2 separate regions of the Pan troglodytes genome follow, and region 1 is linked to region 2. Evidence: chromatin contacts called from public HiChIP or PLAC-seq data. All regions are on one chromosome and are shown on one strand. Each heading gives the region's core, a stretch centred on a gene start, on an enhancer-like site or on the middle of the called end of the contact. The rest is flanking DNA. Distances are from core to core; before and after follow the strand shown. Region 1 holds the start of SH3BGRL2 (SH3 domain binding glutamate rich protein like 2). Region 2 holds the start of PHIP (pleckstrin homology domain interacting protein).

What was found. HiChIP or PLAC-seq counts read pairs in DNA pulled down with a chosen protein or histone mark.
Region 1: a contact with region 2 is called in an H3K4me3 HiChIP or PLAC-seq map of stem cell-derived excitatory neurons, with 11 times the contacts expected there. The contact joins the promoter of SH3BGRL2 here to the promoter of PHIP in region 2. A contact is called at or near these places in 1 of 7 Hi-C or Micro-C datasets (stem cell-derived neural progenitor cells) and 1 of 1 datasets of contacts at active chromatin or transcription factors (stem cell-derived excitatory neurons).

What each region holds. Positions count from the first base shown.
Region 1 is chr5:91,534,766-91,540,769 of NHGRI_mPanTro3-v2.0_pri, reverse strand. SH3BGRL2 (SH3 domain binding glutamate rich protein like 2) reads right to left here and starts at 2,351. Exons shown (of 6, transcript XM_016955901.4): 1 at 2,228-2,351; 2 at 1,115-1,230. The coding sequence starts at 1,194. LCA5 (lebercilin LCA5) reads left to right here and starts at 2,509. Exons shown (of 8, transcript XM_527439.8): 1 at 2,509-2,774.
Region 2 is chr5:91,047,266-91,053,116 of NHGRI_mPanTro3-v2.0_pri, reverse strand. It overlaps PHIP (pleckstrin homology domain interacting protein), which reads left to right and starts at 4,276. Exons shown (of 40, transcript XM_016955892.4): 1 at 4,276-4,586; 2 at 4,702-4,760; 3 at 4,886-4,915; 4 at 5,108-5,167. The coding sequence starts at 4,547.

The DNA of each region.
Region 1 (6,004 bases), core at 1,102-3,601, 490 kb before region 2:
ACATTTCTGTAAATTATATAAAATTGTGACACTGCTTTTCTTCTTTTGTAGAATGGTATGAAATAGACGACTGAACTTTAGCTAAGGATAATTATACTTATGTGATTTCCAAGATACTATATATAGTATGTCCCCCCCTTTACAAATTATGGTCATTGTAATTTCTCTGTCTACAGTTAGAGAGTCTATTTATCTACCTATTACTTTTTTGAAACTTCTAACAAACCATTCAAACTCGACACTAGTTTCCCCAAAGGAAAATGAGAATAATCCTACTAGTAAGCATTTGTAGGAATATTTTAGTTAGATTATAACATCTACATCATTGCCATATAGCAATAAAGAAGCCAATCAAAGTCCTACAGAAAATGAACATTCAGTTAGCAATATAGCAAATCTGGAGATATTGCAGTATCAATGGAAGAAGCCCAGGATATTAAAAATAAAACTCCGAAGTGCTTAATGATCATTGCAGAATTTGTTTCATAAACAAAATCTTTAAAAACAAGAAAAGAGTCTGATTTCTGTTAACTATAATTTCAAGTGGCAGAAATATAAATGTGGTTTTGATAACTTTGTTTCCTTTATTTCTGAAAAGCAGAATCCTGTGTGGTACTGAAATAAAATGTCAAATGGTATCTTAGAAAATTCTAGCCCTATCAAAAATAATATATAAAACCATGTAATGTCATAAAACTTTTAAAACTGCTTTCTCATATTTTGGGGTAACCTTTTAAAATGGTAATTCAATAAACTAGTTTTTACTTCTGTAAATTTATACATTTTTTAATCTTTTATCAAGGTCAAACTGACACTGTTATTTTGAATATGAGGGGGTGAATAAAATTGCACACTGTAAGAATCCTGAGACTATGTTACACACAACTAGACAATTTTTTGGATTCTCCCAGCGTCTTAAATATTTTCTTGCTTACCAACAACTTCTTAACCTGTAGGTGAAACACAATGAAGGCACTAAATCCGAAACCACGAAATTTGGAAGCAGACCTAGGCTTGTACTCTGGCATTACTACTTACTACTTTCGTACCTTGTGGTAGATACTTTAACTTCTCTGAATCTGCTTTCTCAAGTATAAACAATGAATAACAATACCTGTCTGGAGTCATGAATGAAGATGGAATGAGATTACACTGCCTGGAGCATTCTGAGTGCTGTATAAATGGTGGTTTCATTCTCAGCTCTCCTTCAGCAATCCTGATCTGACGCTCCTGTGACAGACATTTGTCCACGTAAATACGGTATGTTTTCTGATTCTTCCTGGCGACTTCCTTTATAAGTAATCCACCCATACATTTACATGTTAATTCTAACAGAGTCCATAATAACCAGTGAGCTATTTTAACAGTGTCAGCAGAGATAGATTAAAGAATTGATGAAAAGTAATTCCGTGCAATTTAGGGATTACTCATCTTATTTTCACTAACAGATGACTGCCATCTTGTACAGATATATTTCGCATACAGAAAATTACATTTAATCACAATATTGTTTGGGTGGGTTAGTCTGTAACTTGAAGTAAAATGTATTGACAGGATAAAATGAAAGCTTTGAAACAGTGCAAAGGTGGAAAAACGAGGTTAAGCGAGAAGCAGGAATTACCAATCTTCATGGTTAGAAGATTCATTAAACGCATTTGCCTTCAAATATTAGATTCTCTACAGAATGGTGGTAAAGGCCAGTGAGAAATTAACAATAGTGAGAACACCAGAGTAGTGTTAAACCACCTTGATAATCAGATGGCTCGGAGCAGTTTAAAGCCCTCACGAAAGAGGATTTTTTTTTTTTACCTTCCCTGTCTCCCGCAATTAATGCCATTTCTAAAAGAGAAAATATGTCACACATCAGGGCTCAATAGGCTGACATGCTCCTCAAAACGTTCCTTAAAAAAAAAAAAAAAAACTTGTGTGCAAATATTTCAGATGCCATTCCACCCCAAACCCGTTCCAAAACCTAAAAATCACTTTCAAGCCAAACTCACGGCTCGTTGGTGATTCACGGCCAGGATCTCGAGGCAGGAACAATAGTGCACTCACCCCGCATCCTCCTGAATCAGCCATTTCGGTAAGAAGACCCAGAAGCACTAGCAGTTTGTTTGTAATTTGTTTACAATTTAAAAGCAAGTTATTTCCCAAAGGAAATCTAAGCAATTGTTAAGTGTTTTACATTACGCAGTCGCCAATTTTACAATTCATATCATGAACCCACTTTGCCCTCCGCCCGCGTCCCTCTCGGAGCCCACGACGCTCAGCTATCGAGCCTTCGCACCGCACAGCCCGTAGGAGCCTGGAGCGCTCCGCGTTTTGCCCCAATTTCCCTACTTGGGGTCTCCGCTACAGCTAGAGCGGTCGGCCAATGGAGACCTTCTCCCGCACTCGCCGTCCCGCCTTCCAGTTCCACTGAAGCCAATAAAAAGAGCCGTCTGGAGACAGAAGCCAATGGGAGCTCGGGTAGAGTCATCATGATTGGCTGCGGTCTCACCGTAGTGCAGTCTAGGCCTCCGCCTCCGTTACCCTGGAGCCCAGGTTACCTCCGCTGCCACCCAGGAGCCCCGGTCCTCGCCTCTCTCCCATCCTTGTGTTCAAACCTCCCGCATCTCGGCAACCTCGGCACCCGCCCGGCAGCCTCCGCAGGAACCAGGCACCCGCTCTTTGGCGGTCAGACGCCGAGGCCCCAGCTGGGAGTTCGGTCCTAAGAGGGAAGGCAAGGAGGCGGGACGCCGCATCGGCTCTGCTGAAGAGCCGGCGGGTTGGAGGTGGGCTTTGAAGTGGGCGTGGAGACGGCGGGGGAGGTGGAGGTGCGAGGTGAGGCTGGGTTGAAGCGTCGGGGAGCTAGCGAAGGGGCGTTCGTGGATGGGAGCCTGCGGGTGGTTCTTAAAGCGGGGACGATGAAGGGATTAGGGATGGGGGAGGATGTAGGGACCGCGAGGAGAAGGAAGACCTAGGAAAATGAGTAAAGAGCTCGGCTCCTGAGAGGGTCCCGAGGAAGGGAGGTTGACCGGCACTGGGGGGACTGGAAAGTTAGGAGGAGAGGAGCTGGGAAAGGGTATTTACTTCCTGGGACCGAGAAGAGAAGAAAGGGAGCTGGCGGATCTAGAGAAGTGGTTGTTATTAAAACAAACAAAACAAAAACCCCGGAGGCCCTTGGAGACTCAAGACTAGAGAGGAGGGGCAGGGCCAAGGGCCAAGACGGAAAAGGAGGCTTTGGTAGCTCTCGGATAATAATAGATGTGTTATTATTAAAACTGTGGTTAGAGTGGAAAGCCGTACTTGTCCAGGCTGTGATAATTCTATACATCCTTCAGGGATGGGATGAGAGGAGTAAAGATGGTTACAAATAAAAGAAAAAAGAAAGTGCCTTTTTGGCATACTCAAGTTGGAGTCGGTACTCAGATACGTGATGTTTACTTTAGGTAGACCGTGGGATAGTGTTTAACAGTGAAGAGCCCTGGTCCAGTTCATCTGATATAAACCCCTTTTTTGTTCACTTTGTTCTTTGGAAAGTATACTTGGGCACATACATATTTATTCCCCTCCTTTATCTTCACGTTAAGAACTTGCGTTAGAGATATCTTTGGAATCAGAAGTCATCATTTAGTTTCTGGCAGAGGGAGTGGCTGTATGTTTTTTAGAATGGTAAAACCGATGTTTCCAGTTCTTTACTTATTCCCTCTTTCTTTTGCATGGTTATTTTAATCTATGTTTTTTCCAGTTGTTACACATTTAAATTCTATATTACCATTTTAAATATTTCACTTTGTGATTTCCCATGTTAGCTAGTATGTTTATCCAAATAAGTTATAGGAAATAATAGTTTGTTTTGATTCTCTAAGTTGACAAAGTATCATTTTAAATATCAAAAAGTAGTTTGTGACTTTGGAAAAGAGATTTTTCTTCTTTTGTCAGTCACATCTCTTCCGTTACACATATTGTGGAACTATAATTCTGTAGGACACAATGGAAGCCCATTAAAATAAAGATGCTACCCTTCTCTTGGGTTCTTCTTCTGCCTGTCATTCTTCAACTCCTTTGTGGGATCTTCTTCCTCGGCTCACCATATTTCATTATTGTTTTTCCCAATAATCCAGTCTTCGGTCTTCCGTCTTCTATTTTTTACTCTGTGTTCTTGGCTGTGTTATTCCTCTCCTTTGGCTTACACTATTTGTGTTTTCTTAACACTCTCCCAATTTTTTATTTCTGATCTGGAACTTTTGAGTTACTGTCAAACTTTTGTAGCTAATTTTTGGTATTTCCACATAAATTTCCTATCCGTAGGCATCCCAAACTCAGTATGTCCAATATTGAACCCATCACCTTCCCCTGCCAAAGCTGTCCTGCTTGAATACCACATTCTCCTAATTTTGCAAGCCCAAAACTTCGGAATTTACTCAAGTTCTTCTCTGTTCTCAGACTTCATATTTAATCTGTCACCAAGTGTAGTTTATCTTACTTGAAAAACATTTCTGGAATCAGTTCTGTACTCTGTATCTCTAGTTATACTACTTTCAAAACACTGTCAGTGATTATCGAGACCAATTGATATTCTTCCTCCAGCTTTCCTGCCCTCCAATTCTTAGATTGGAGATGGATCCTTGCGAATGTCAGATCTGATAATATTAACCCTACTGAAGAGCCTTGGTTTCCAACCAACTTATTAATGACATAGAGATTCTTCTTGTGATATTATCTTCCACCCGATCCAGTCCCACTTATTATTACTTTAGCACTACTCCCCAGCCAGTGCCATCCTTTTAAACTAGCATTGTCCATTTGAAATAGAATGTGAGCTATATCCATTTTTTTCAGTAGACACACAATAAAATACAGGTGAAATTTTAATGTATTTTAAGTCACATATATCCAGAATATTATTTTAGCATATGTCAATGTAAGAAAGATTATAGAAGAGCTATTTTATGGTCTGTTTTATGTACTAAGTTTTCAAAATTCCACATGTATTTTACACTTGCCGCATATGCCAATTCTGAATAGCTACATTTGAGGTGCTCAGGAGCCACTGTATTGGACAGCACAGTTGTAAAGTATTTGCAGTTTGGTGATATGCCATGCTTATCTAATGCCTTTTACTTTTGCAAATGCTGCATCCTCTTATTGAAACAGGGTCGTACTTCACTGTCTTCTTTTTCTAACCTCATTTACCACCCCACTTTTCAAACACACACATCCATGAAATTATAATTGTGCTTAACCTCTGCTAATACCGTAAGACTCAATTTAGGCATTATCTCCTCTAGAAACCTTCTCAAACTCCCTCTGTCCTCTAATCTTAGTTCTGAGTTTACTAAGCTTTCTCTGCTTCCTTTTATCATTAGTACTTATAGACTGTCGCATTATTTTTTTTTCCTCTTGGTTGGGAATTACTTAACGGTAAGGGATCAGTTGTATTTTACTCATTTTTGTATCTTCAGCTCCATCTATAATCTAGCGCCTGACATTTCATAGGTGTTCAGTAAATGTCTTATAAATGAATGAATGAATGAACATCTTAGGATGTTTTCATTTGACTGACTAAACTTTGGGAATATGTACTGTACTTAAGATGTTTTAATTTGATCCATTGTTTAAAATGTTTAAAATAAGCTGATTATGTCTTACATTTCAAATGTAGCATTTACTGTGATCTGATTGATCATATTTGATCATACTTTAAATCCAAACTTTATTTTTTGTTTTATTTTTAAATAAAAATAGTTTGGTTTTTAAGCAAGATTATGCAGATAAGTAGTATAATAAGGAAAATGCTTATAAATACGTGGGGACATGTTATTAGAAGAGTGGAACACTTTACTTCATTTCTCCTTTGTGGAAGAGGAGCAGTTACAGTGTAACTGCTCCTCTTCCACAAAGGAGAAAAACCAAATGTAGCAATATGGTTTTTACTTTTATCTCATCTTTTTTGCGGGGAGGAGAAATGTCCTTATTTATATCTTTCTCACTGAAGTTTATTTACATTTTATTTGCCTAG
Region 2 (5,851 bases), core at 3,027-5,526:
TGACTATGTAACTGTTTTTCTCAAATGCCATCTTAACATCGCATAGATAATAGTGTACTACCAGAGCCTCTGCACCCATTTTCTCCTCCCCTCCCCCACTTTACCTTCTCTTCTTTCACTGTTCTCTGTTCAACTCAGCCCACTCCCAGTCCATCAGACATCTTCCTATGATAGAACATGCCTACAGACTTCTCCTTTATGTTTCCTGCCATCTGGAACAGCTTTTTCTGCTTCATCCACTGTGTTGCTCCAAATCTTAGGGGAATATGTTCTAAAATTGTTTTTCTCCTTTAATCTTTGTAATTGTACTGTTAAAACTCATGAAGTGATCATTTAAAAAAAAACTATATAAATAAACCCATGAAGATGTGTATTTCTTGTGCAAATTAAGACTTATAAAAATACAAACTACTAGAATTATTTAACTTGGATAAAAAAGATTGAGTGAATTACTAACATTTAAATACATAAGGGAAAACATGATTGTTGAGGACTAGCTATATTTGTTACACATTAAAAGGAAACGTGCTCTAATTTAAGTAAAAAGATTCCTCAGTGAGATATAAGGGAGAACTGTTAATTTTAAATAACGAAAACATTGTTAAATAATGGAATGGCTCACTTAAGTTGGTTATCTCTATTCTTTTTGGAGCAGCCAAATAGTATATCTGTTCATGTGCTTCAAATCGATAAATATTCATGCTTTATGAAGAAGGATATGTGTGTGTGTGTGTGTGTGTGTGTGTGTGTAAGAGAGAGAGAAAGTCAGATAAGCATGGACAGAAACACACAATATTGGGGAGCAAGCCACAATGAGGAGTGTGGCTTGTTAAATAAGATCCTTGACAGTTGTATTGTGTTCTTGGGGCAGATGAGTAGTTTTTTTTTAAAGTACTTTTGAGAGAACAGTGTTTTCTACTTTTACATTTCTGTATTTCACAGGATAAAGCTTCTGCTATAGAAGAAATGTAACATCAAAACAAAAACAAGATTTAACATGAAATTTTAAAAGTTGTACTTATAGAGATTTTTTGAGTTACATATTATTCACCATACTACTGGAGACTAAATTTCATAAATGTATAATTTTTGTACTTATAAATACCATCCCATCTTGTTCCTGAAACAACTGAAATGATAGCATTTGATTATTTTATTGGAATAATAGCTTACAAGATCAAGACAAAATTTTTGTTAAATATTTTGTTTCATGTGTTGCCACGTGAAAAGTGATGAATTTCAAATAAACTTTTATATTTCAAGAAAAGTTTCTATATCTCCTAGAGAGACTATATTATGTAAAAACGTTAGGTCTTGGCTTTCCAAACTTTTACTATTATTTGTTAACCTTGTTATTTAAACTGCATGGAGATCTTTTTAAAGTGATATTTTATTTTTGGAAACCCATAAAAATGTTAAAATAAACAAACAGGAAAGGATATAGATGGAATCTGAACTATCCTTATATGCAAAAGAGTTGGCTGAACAAAAAATTGCAAGGATCATTGCTTTGGGAACTAAAATCTAGAACTTCCAAATAAGACTTTTCTTTCTATTTGATATGTACAGACTTTGTACATAAACAAGTACAATAAACAACTTAATAAATCTTATAGTTAACTGTCAATGCTATAATTCAGAAATGTTTTTTATGTTTAAGAAAATTAAAAGGGCTATTTGGAGTATTTGTTACATTTAAAGGACTTAGTAAAATTCAATTCAATATCCACTGTTAAATACAAATAGTTTATTTGGCTGAAGGGAAGTTTTAATTTTTAGCAGGTAATGTATATTTTCTTATAACAGACAATAGTTCAAAGGGAAGGTTACAGCTATCTGCATATTGGACATTTGAAAAAGAAATATAAACACTGTCAAAAATCAATCAAAATGACAGGAACATCATGTTTAGAAAACTTAGAGGGGGATTTTCCAAAAAATTTTTAAGGAGCTAAGTACTAGTAGCATATTTAGGTGAAAGCTTTTGTGGCTTCTAAATGAAGAGAATATATGAGATAATCATGCTAGTTTTCTATGTTTACATAACACACAGAAGATATATACCACAAACTTTACCCAGAGTAATATTATATTCCATGTCATAATTTGGTTTATTTTCAATCACAAGAATAAAACATCTATTAGTAAGAATCATACATTCCAAGCCTTCAAAACCAGAAAATCCCACTATAATTTTTAGTTTCTAAACTCTGTTTATTTGAAGAACTTCAAGATCGTGTAAAATATTACAATTATTTGAAGAACACTTTTTTAAAAGTTAAGCTAAAACAGCATCGGTCTTAGAAGTAAATACAATTTGCAAAAAGGCATACAAAATGTCCTATCTTTTCAGTCTATCTTTTCAAGCCTAACCACCTAGAAACAGGCTACTTTACCTATAATAGAATAGAATAAAGTGTCTTTAAAGATGCAAATATGTTCAGTAATTGAGAATAGCTATCTTAAAAAAAATAAGTTATTCTGATAACCAGGTTGCAATAGGACAAGTCATGGTAACCTTCCATTTTTAAGATTCGGTTACAAAAGGCAATTTTATATCCTATTATTCCAAAGGGTTTGAGGCTTTATTTCTTCTTCCTCATATGTATGATGATTTCTGGATGTTTTAGTATAGGGCATCACACTGGTGCAGCACACTTGGGCTTACAGTGCAGCCCAAGGCATTTGCAGCAAGTATTTCCCACTAGGAATGTAAGGAGCTAGGAGGTTACAAGGCTTGAGGAAACAATCTAGAAAACTACAATACAGCTTGTTGGTCCTTTCCCCACAAATAACCTTTTTAAACCAGACCCATAAAATGCAGTTTATTATCTAACATTTTTAAGGAGAATCTTTTGTTAAATGTTAACAAAAGAACGACTATCCAAATTCCCTTTAAAATGCAATCCTTAAAAAATATTGAACTCTCAAGTCTTTTTGGAAAGTGCTTAAATCATCTGGAGATAAATATCATTTGGTGTCCTTGTTTTCTAACAAATGGCTTTTTCTATTGTTTCCATTAATTTCACCCATATTCGTTTAAAAACAAGGCCCTTATCCTCATCAGCAAAACACAGATGTATGATTTAGCATATAAAATCGGTAATTACATACTAATTTACGAAAGATTTTTTTTTCCTCCTTTTCGTCAGTTTTCAAGAAGTCTTCCCGTGATTAACTGTAAACAGGAATGGTTTACATCTCAAATTAGAAGCCATTAATTAGCATGACGAAGTCAACTGCAAGATACACAGATTATTTAAATTATTTAATCACTATTCACCTTGGCTAAACTGTAGTATACTCTTTCAATATCCTTCGGCAGGTTATCGATCTGTCACTAAATTACATCCAGATCAGTTAGACATGAATATTAGCGTCCTTTCCTTTCCCTCAGGTTTACATTCTCCCTTCTCGTAAACACTTAAAAAAGCTTTAAGGTTCTTTAATTCCAAATACCTAATTAGCCATCACTAGCCTTTTTGTAATAAGGAAAAAGAGTATCTGAAGTACAAATCAAGAGTTCGCTTTGCCCGTTTAACAATAAAAAACATTTAAAAAACGTACGCCAAAGGCAATGGCAGTAATAAAAGAAATATGCAGAGGTGGCTTCAGCAAATAACGGGTTTGCAAAACGCAAGTGCTTAACAAAAAGCAGCCCAAACCTCTATTGCAATATACAGCACTCCAATAAATTACACAACACTTGCATAGGCTGCAGAAATAACGCAGGACAAGACTTACACAGATGCCAATCCGCAGCATTTATACACATGCACATGGCAAGAGACAGAAACCAAACACTATCATTCAACTCGGGAAGGGTAGCGCGATCCCGAGCTTGCCCAGCGTGAGAGTGCTCTCTGCGTGTGTGTCTGTGTACGCGCGTGAGTGAGACCCATCCTTGGGGCATTTCCCCTCTCTGGGCAGTTTTGCTTCATTTGTTTCCTATTTCTGCTACATAGAAACTAACTTCCATCTCAGCTCCAGCCAGCGCCGCTGAATAGAGCCTGTGCTGCGGCTCCGTGTGCGTCAGATCCCTCCGCGGAGCCGTCCCCGGCCCCCTCCCTGCCACTATCGGCCTCCACAGAGAAAGCGCCTTCCAGCCAACCGGCGGCTTGGGCTCCGACATCTTCTCCGACTGGAAATAAATAAATAAATCGCACGCCCTGCGGGGAGGAGCGGGTGGGGGGTCTCACTGTGCCGCGTGCGGAGCGCTGGGGACGACGGGTCGGAGGCACTCTTTTTTAGCGCCGGGAGGCGGGGGCGCGGGCCGGAGCCGGGGCCGAGCCCGGGGCCGCGAAGGCGGCGGACTCCTTTCTGCGGCGGAGGGATCCGCGGCGGAGGCGGCCACGGCCGTAGCCGCTGCCTGAGAGTTGTTGTTTCCTCCTCCTCCTCCTCCGCCTCCGCCGCCGTTGCTTGAATGGTGGAGCCGAAGCTCGGCTCGTGAACACACACTGACAGCTATAGGGCAGGCGGCGGCACCGTCCCCGCTTCCCCTCGGCGGCGGGGTGTCCCGTCGGCGGCCCTGAAGTGACCCATAAACATGTCTTGTGAGAGGAAAGGCCTCTCGGAGCTGCGATCGGGTAAGTCGGGGGGCTGCCGGGGCCGCTGGCACCGGGCGATTCCGCCCGCGGTCCCCCGCCCCCCGCCGCCCGACCGCTCAGCCTGTGTGTCTCCCCGTCCCTCTCTCCCGCGCAGAGCTCTACTTCCTCATCGCCCGGTTCCTGGAAGATGGACCCTGTCAGCAGGCGGCTCAGGTACGGCGGCGCGCGGCGCGGGCCGGGCCGGCGCTCGCCGCTCGCGGGCGTGGGGGAGGGAGGCGGCGGCGGCGGGGCCGCGGCCCGGGGCGCGGGGCTCAGCTCTCCCCGCTTTGTTGTTGCAGGTGCTGATCCGCGAGGTGGCCGAGAAGGAGGTAAGGGCGGCGGCGGCCCGGCGCGTCCCGCCGCCGCGCGGCCGCCTCTGGGCCGCTGCGCCGCCGCTGCCGCCGCCGCCAGGGCGCGGGGCGCGGGGCTCGGGGTCCCCGCCGGGGCGCGGGGCGGGCGGGGGAGGGGAGCGGGCGGGTAGGGGCCGGGGGCCGGGCTCACGGGGTGTCCTCTCCCCGCAGCTGCTGCCCCGGCGCACCGACTGGACCGGGAAGGAGCATCCCAGGACCTACCAGAATCTGGTGAGACATTCACGTCGCAGAGCAAAGAAACTTTTCCCTGAGTCGAATAAAAATTGAATTTCCCGCAATTTTTTACAGAGACAAAAACTTGGCCCTAGAACGTGAAAGCTCCAAAGGCCATGGGGAGGGTTGGGAGGCCGGCGCGGGGTCTGCGGGGGCCAGTGGCCGGGGGTACTCGTACTCCGGGGCCGCAGGGGCTGCGGACAATTTATTTGTGATATTTTGTTAATGTGCTAGAAATAAAGATACGTCATGAGTGTTGTGCAGTGCAAGGCCGGAGGAGGAGGGGCCGGCGCGCGCGTCCGTGCGGGCGCGGGGGCGCGCGAGAGTCGGCGGCGGCGGGAGCGGCGCGAAGAGGGAGAGCGCGCTCGCTCGTTCGCTTGCTCGCTCTGCACGCGCGGCCGGCTCGGCTTTCTCCTGCCCTACACAATAGCTGGTGACTAACTGCTCCGAAGTGGCATTAGCATTTCACAAGCAGGCTATCCAGCCGCTGCGGTACCGTGGCAAGACATTATTTTTTCCCCCTCTGTCGTTTATTTTGTTTTCCTTACATTCAGTCCTGGGTTTTTTGTTGGAAGGATTCTGATGTGTGATGATAGTTGGTCAGTGCTTCGCCTTGCATTTACTAAAACACATCTTTGCAGAAGTGTAAAGCCTGTAATTCCCCAAAACCAGAAGTTTAGT